Linked DNA regions of Xenopus laevis: region 1 is linked to region 2. The links are chromatin contacts, called in public Hi-C maps. All regions are on one chromosome and are shown on one strand. The core of a region is the stretch at or near the end of the contact, and the rest is flanking DNA. Distances in the headings are between cores, read along the strand shown.

Evidence for each region. A called contact is a pair of places that touch in the nucleus more often than the background predicts.
Region 1: a Hi-C map of the XL177 cell line shows a contact between it and region 2, with 3 times the contacts expected there. The contact joins two enhancer-like sites. A contact is called at or near these places in 3 of 4 Hi-C or Micro-C datasets (the XL177 cell line, the XTC cell line and animal cap).

The regions. Positions count from the first base shown.
Region 1 is chr3L:53,808,552-53,811,251 of Xenopus_laevis_v10.1, forward strand. No RefSeq gene overlaps it. Among protein-coding and RNA genes, the nearest start is that of LOC108710980, 21 kb to the right of the region's middle. Within about 2 kb of position 1,285, at least 1 of the 7 cell types and tissues checked has an H3K27ac peak or open chromatin away from gene starts, as enhancers often do.
Region 2 is chr3L:53,698,364-53,701,063 of Xenopus_laevis_v10.1, forward strand. No RefSeq gene overlaps it. Among protein-coding and RNA genes, the nearest start is that of nsd1.L, 24 kb to the left of the region's middle. Within about 2 kb of position 1,293, at least 1 of the 7 cell types and tissues checked has an H3K27ac peak or open chromatin away from gene starts, as enhancers often do.

The DNA of each region.
Region 1 (2,700 bases), core at 35-2,534, 110 kb after region 2:
TGAAAAATAAAAAGTAGCGATAACGACATATTTCTAGAACATTTGTTTTTTTAGATGGGGTCAGTGACCCCCATTTGAAAGCTGAAAAAGCGTCAGCAGAAGAAGGTAAATAATTCACAAAAAAATGAAGGCCAATTGAAACTTTGTTTAGATTAAGCCATTCTATCCCATATTAAAGGTTAACTTAAAGGTGAACCACCCAGGAAGTGATGTCACAGCAAGCTAATATGGCAGCTGCTATCCTAAACAAACAGAGAGCTTCTAGAACTGTTTACTCAGGTAGGGTAAAGCATTCTACAGAATAAATATAGTGATATAGCTTGTACTATTGTGGCTGATCTATTGGCAATAAACTGCTTTAAACTGCTTTCCTTCTCCTTTAGACATGAGCCATTAACCCAACATGCTATTTTAGTTAGCTGAAGCCATGGCCAAGTCCAGTTGTTGTAGGATCAATGGCACTGTCTGCATGGAGTTATATGTGGTTATGTCATAAAAGGCACAAATTTTGCCTAGGAGCATAGCAACCAATCAGCAGGTAGAATTCGCTAGTCATCTGTTTAAATGCAAGCATCTTATTGGTTGCCATGGGTTAGTGCTCCTGGGCAAACTTACAGCCTTATATTACAAATAGGGGATAATGTTCTAGCTGTGTTTGCACAGATTTCCTTTGGCTATTCTGGTTATGTTCTACAGTTCAAATACATACAGGAAGCTCCTGATGAAACTGGCCCTAGTGTACATGGTAAGGGAATTAGACTGGTTTAGACTGGAGCAGGGAGGGTGAAAATTAAATGTTCTCTGTATAAATAATCATTTAATATAGAATGTAAAAAACACCTCTAGGTTGGTTTATGGTCCAGTGGGCATTACAGTGGCTATCACAGTGGCTAAGCAGTTAGCTCTTCTGCCTTGCACTGCTGGAGTCCCCATTTGGACGTTCTACCCCTCTACATGGGTTTCCTCTGAGTGCTGTAGTTTCCTTGCACGTTCTAAAAACATAAATTAATTAGGTTAATTAGCTGAAATGACCCAGGTGTTGTCTGCAAATAAAATAATAACCTGATTGGTTCCAATATAATTAACTTTATATAATTTGCCTTTATATATTTTTGTTTTTGAACCTCTCTACCAGTATCAGTAAGCAGAAGAGTAGAGGGCATAGGAAGAGGCTGCTGCAGCAGGAACAGCCAAAGTGAACACACTCCCAGAGCAAGTCATTTAGGAGCAGCAGTGAGAACTCTTGGCTCCCCCCCTACAGGACAGGAAAGTGAAGAGCAGGCATTGAATGCAGGGATAGCTCCTCGCTAAAAGAGATCAAGTAAACACCACACATCAATAAAATGCCTCCAGTTTCTAAAGAACTCTCTTTGTGCTATGACCACTCTCACAGCTGTAGCATGTACACTTTAGCCAGGGTAGCTGGTTAGGATTTAAACCAGCCGGTACTTGAATATGAACCCATTCTGCAATGTCTGTTAAACAGCACTTTAATAACTATGGTAGTTTGTGCCCCTGTTAGTGATGTGCCCAGTGAGAATCCATGATTATGGTACTAAAGAGTGTAGCATTTCTATCATATAAAATTGCCAATTTTTCAGCCTGCCTTGCAATGTCAAGCTGAAACATTTAAATAAATATATTTCAAAGTTATATTTTTTTAAAGGGATTCTGTCATGATTTTTATGATGTTGTTTTTATTACTAAATTACACTGTTTACACTGCAAATAATTCACTCTACCATATAAAATGCCATTCCTGAACCAGCAAGTGTATTTTTTTTTTAAGTTGTAATATCGGTGTGCCATCTCAGGTCAGGTCTTGTGCTTTAAGAAAGAGCCAGCTCTTTAGGATGGAACTGCTTTCTGGCAGGCTGTTGTTTCTCCTACTCAATGTAACTGAACGTGTCACAGTGGGACCTGGATTTTACTATTGAGTGCTGTTCTTAGATCTACAAGACAGCTGTTATCTTGAGTTATGGAGCTGTTATCTGGTTACCTTCCCATTGTTCTGGTGTTAGGCTGCTGGGGGGGGGGATATCACTCCAACTTGCAGTACAGCAGTAAAGCGTGACTGAAGTTTATTAGAGCACAAGTCATGACTGGGGGCAGCTGGGAAACTGACAATATGTCTAGCCCCATGTCAGATTTCAAAACTAAATATTAAAAAACCTGTTTGCTCTTTTGAGAACCTGATTTCAGTGGCAGCACTATTAACTGATGTGTTTTAAAAAACAAAATTCCCATATCCCTGGTGTACCTGCTCTAAAGTGTGAAATGGATCTTCTTGTATTTGTTTGCATTAGTTAAAAGCTTTTATACAGTATTTTGATAAACTTTAACTACATTTTTGCACAAGAAGGAGGAGCAATGGGCTCCGACGGGTCGGTCGGCGGAAAAATTAAACCAACTCAATCGATAACGTGGCCAGATATCGATCAGGAAGACCTGTTGGAAGCCCCCATACACGGGCAGATAAATTGCCGAATTGGTCTAAAGGACGGATATGTGCAGCTTTATCTGCCCGTGTATGTCCACCTTTAGACATGGCAGATGAACTAAAATGTTGTGGATTACATCACCTTCTGGAATATTTTAGTTAGAGTCACAGATAACAGGGTGTTGCCACATAGGCAGTGCATGCGCGCCAACATGTTTTCCTATATTAGATGGTTATTAGGTTACAATAAAAACCAGATA
Region 2 (2,700 bases), core at 43-2,542:
TGTATGCTAAAGCTTTGACCCTGCACCCACAGTAACCTCAAGACTGGATCAGAGTGCGTGCGTTTGTATATATATATATATATATATATATATATATATATATATATATATATAGATATATATATATATATATATATAGATATATATATATATATAGATATATATATATATATAGATATATATAGATATATAGATATATATAGATATATGATTTGAAAAAACAGATTGGGCAAACCGTATATCACAGAAGCTTATTTACAAGATATGATCTTGCGGCCAAATGAAAGCCACAGCAATGCCAATTGATCCCCCCCCCAGCTTGGACAACTGGGAGCTGTATACAAAAACCATGACATAAGGAGGTAACAGACATCGGAACTTCCAGTGCTTTAGACAAAGCCCCTTTCTGTCCTGCACACTCTACGCCAACTTTCACTTATTATTATTTATCCATCTGCCTGCCCTTCCTGAGGTTGTTATTAACACCTCTGACCCTTGAAACATTCACTTCCTGCTCCCCTTGCCTTGTTTGTTCTGCATGTTGTCAGTAAGTGCTTACCTCTGGCCTCTGACCTCACAGATGGTGGGAGCCGAGCAGCAGCAGCAACAGCAACCTGTATGACTAGAACAATTATCAGTCACTCAGAAGGTGCTAGCCCATGCACTGGAAGCGCACAAAACAAAAAAGAGATGTTTCCCTGTTCAGCCCTTTAAATGACAGATTGGTTTGAATCTGGACTCAATCTCTGTAGCACTGGGGTTTTACTATAGAAGAACATTTCTTTCATACATTTCTTTTTTTATTATGTTGAAGAAATGTAAAATGTGAGGGGGTACGCACATATTTGTAATATGTAACAGATATTATTATAACATAATATGTATACATCTAATTGCAATTCAAGCATCTATTGTTTTACAAAGAAGGTGTGATTTTTTGTTAAATCCAGGAACCCATTATTCAGATGGCTTTGGGATACAGGAATCAATCAACCAATATTTCTTCATTTTTCTTCGATTTTATTTTTCTGTACAATAATAAGACAGAGCCTTGTACTTGATGTTAACTAAGCATAGTCATATGGGTTTTATTATGTTTACATTTCATAACTTTAAAAGATGGTGCTTCGTGTTATGGAATAACTTGTTCGACTCAGGCTGGGTTCTATCCACCTGTCCCTACTTCTCACAAAGTTGTATGGGAAATGCTCTACATAAAGCAGATGTGGCAGTAACAAGTATAGGGTGTTTTAACCATTGTTGGTTTCTCCCTGAGGGCTGCCTCAGTCAAAATGCTACATGTGCCATAGGACTAAAACTGGCCTGTAAAAGTTACTGGTCCACAAAAGAACAGCAGCTGTGGCTGTGGGACAGCTTTACACATTGTTCTCCCTTTGTAAATGAGCTTCTGTCCTAAGAACTACAACACAACTGTTGTTTACTGTTATCCCTGGTGGCTTTACTATGGGCCAGCTATTGAAAAAGTGATTTTGCAGACTATAGACATCATTCATTTGTTATGAAAATTGTGCACAAGTGAGCCTACTGATGCAGAGGATCGCTGGAGCTACCGTCCCCAAGTGCCTAAAGAATTTGTGACTTCATTTTTATGCTGAGCATTGGAAGTGACATTGCCTAAATTATTTAAGAGCAATACATCTGATTCAGTCACAATTGTCTCTTATGTTTGCATCATTTTCCTGTAGACTGATAACCTAAAAAAAACAGACAATCCTGAAAAATCTAATAATACAGTAATACAGTAAAAAGTAATACATTTTGTTTGATTACTTAACTAGCAATGTATATCTTCAGCTCAGAAGGCATTCTCGTTTTTTTATATAACCTATATAAGTATGTTATAGGTTATGAGCCTGATGTAAATATGTCTTTGATCTTCATCCTCCCTTTCAGTTACCACAATTAGGTCTAAAAACAGACAATGAAGGAGGACTGGAGTCTTGTCTCAGGAATCAGGAATTTATAAATTACAACCCTCTAGCAGCAGGATGGCATCCTGGAACTCAGGCGTTGAGCTTCTAAACTGTAGTTCAAGATAGTTCAAGCTGGAGATGTCTTTATATATTCCCCGAATGATTTTCACCCGAAAACTTTTTTTAAGATTTCTTATCCTTTTTTTGCTCATCCTTTTTGCTCTGAAACCTCCAAAAACTTCTGGGTATTGCACAAACCCAGCAAACATCACAAAATCTTTGAGACTTCTCCCATTGATTTATATGCAACCTCGACAGGTCTGAGATGCCAGATTTTCCAATTTGGACTTTTCGATCCTCGAGGTTTAATTAATTCTGAAAAATTTGTGATTTTATAAAGAAAATTTTTTCGGGATTTTTGCATTCAGAATTTAGTAAATAGCTCCCTAGGTCTACTAGAAAATCATGTAAACATTAAATAAACCCAATAGGCTGGTTTTGCTTCCAATAAGGATTAATGATATCTTAGTTTGGATGAATTGTTTGGCACATTTTTTCCTCTATGGTACTGCTCTGTTGCAAATTAAAAAAATGCTCTCCCGTGTAGCTGCAGCAAAAGAATATTTTCAAATTGTATTTAATGTTCACCCAGCACAATGTTTCAGGTACGTGGGTTTACAAAATTCAATATGAACAATTCCATGAGAACTGTCATAAGAGAATAATACTTGTTCATATGCACATGCCAGTTCATATTTGATGAACT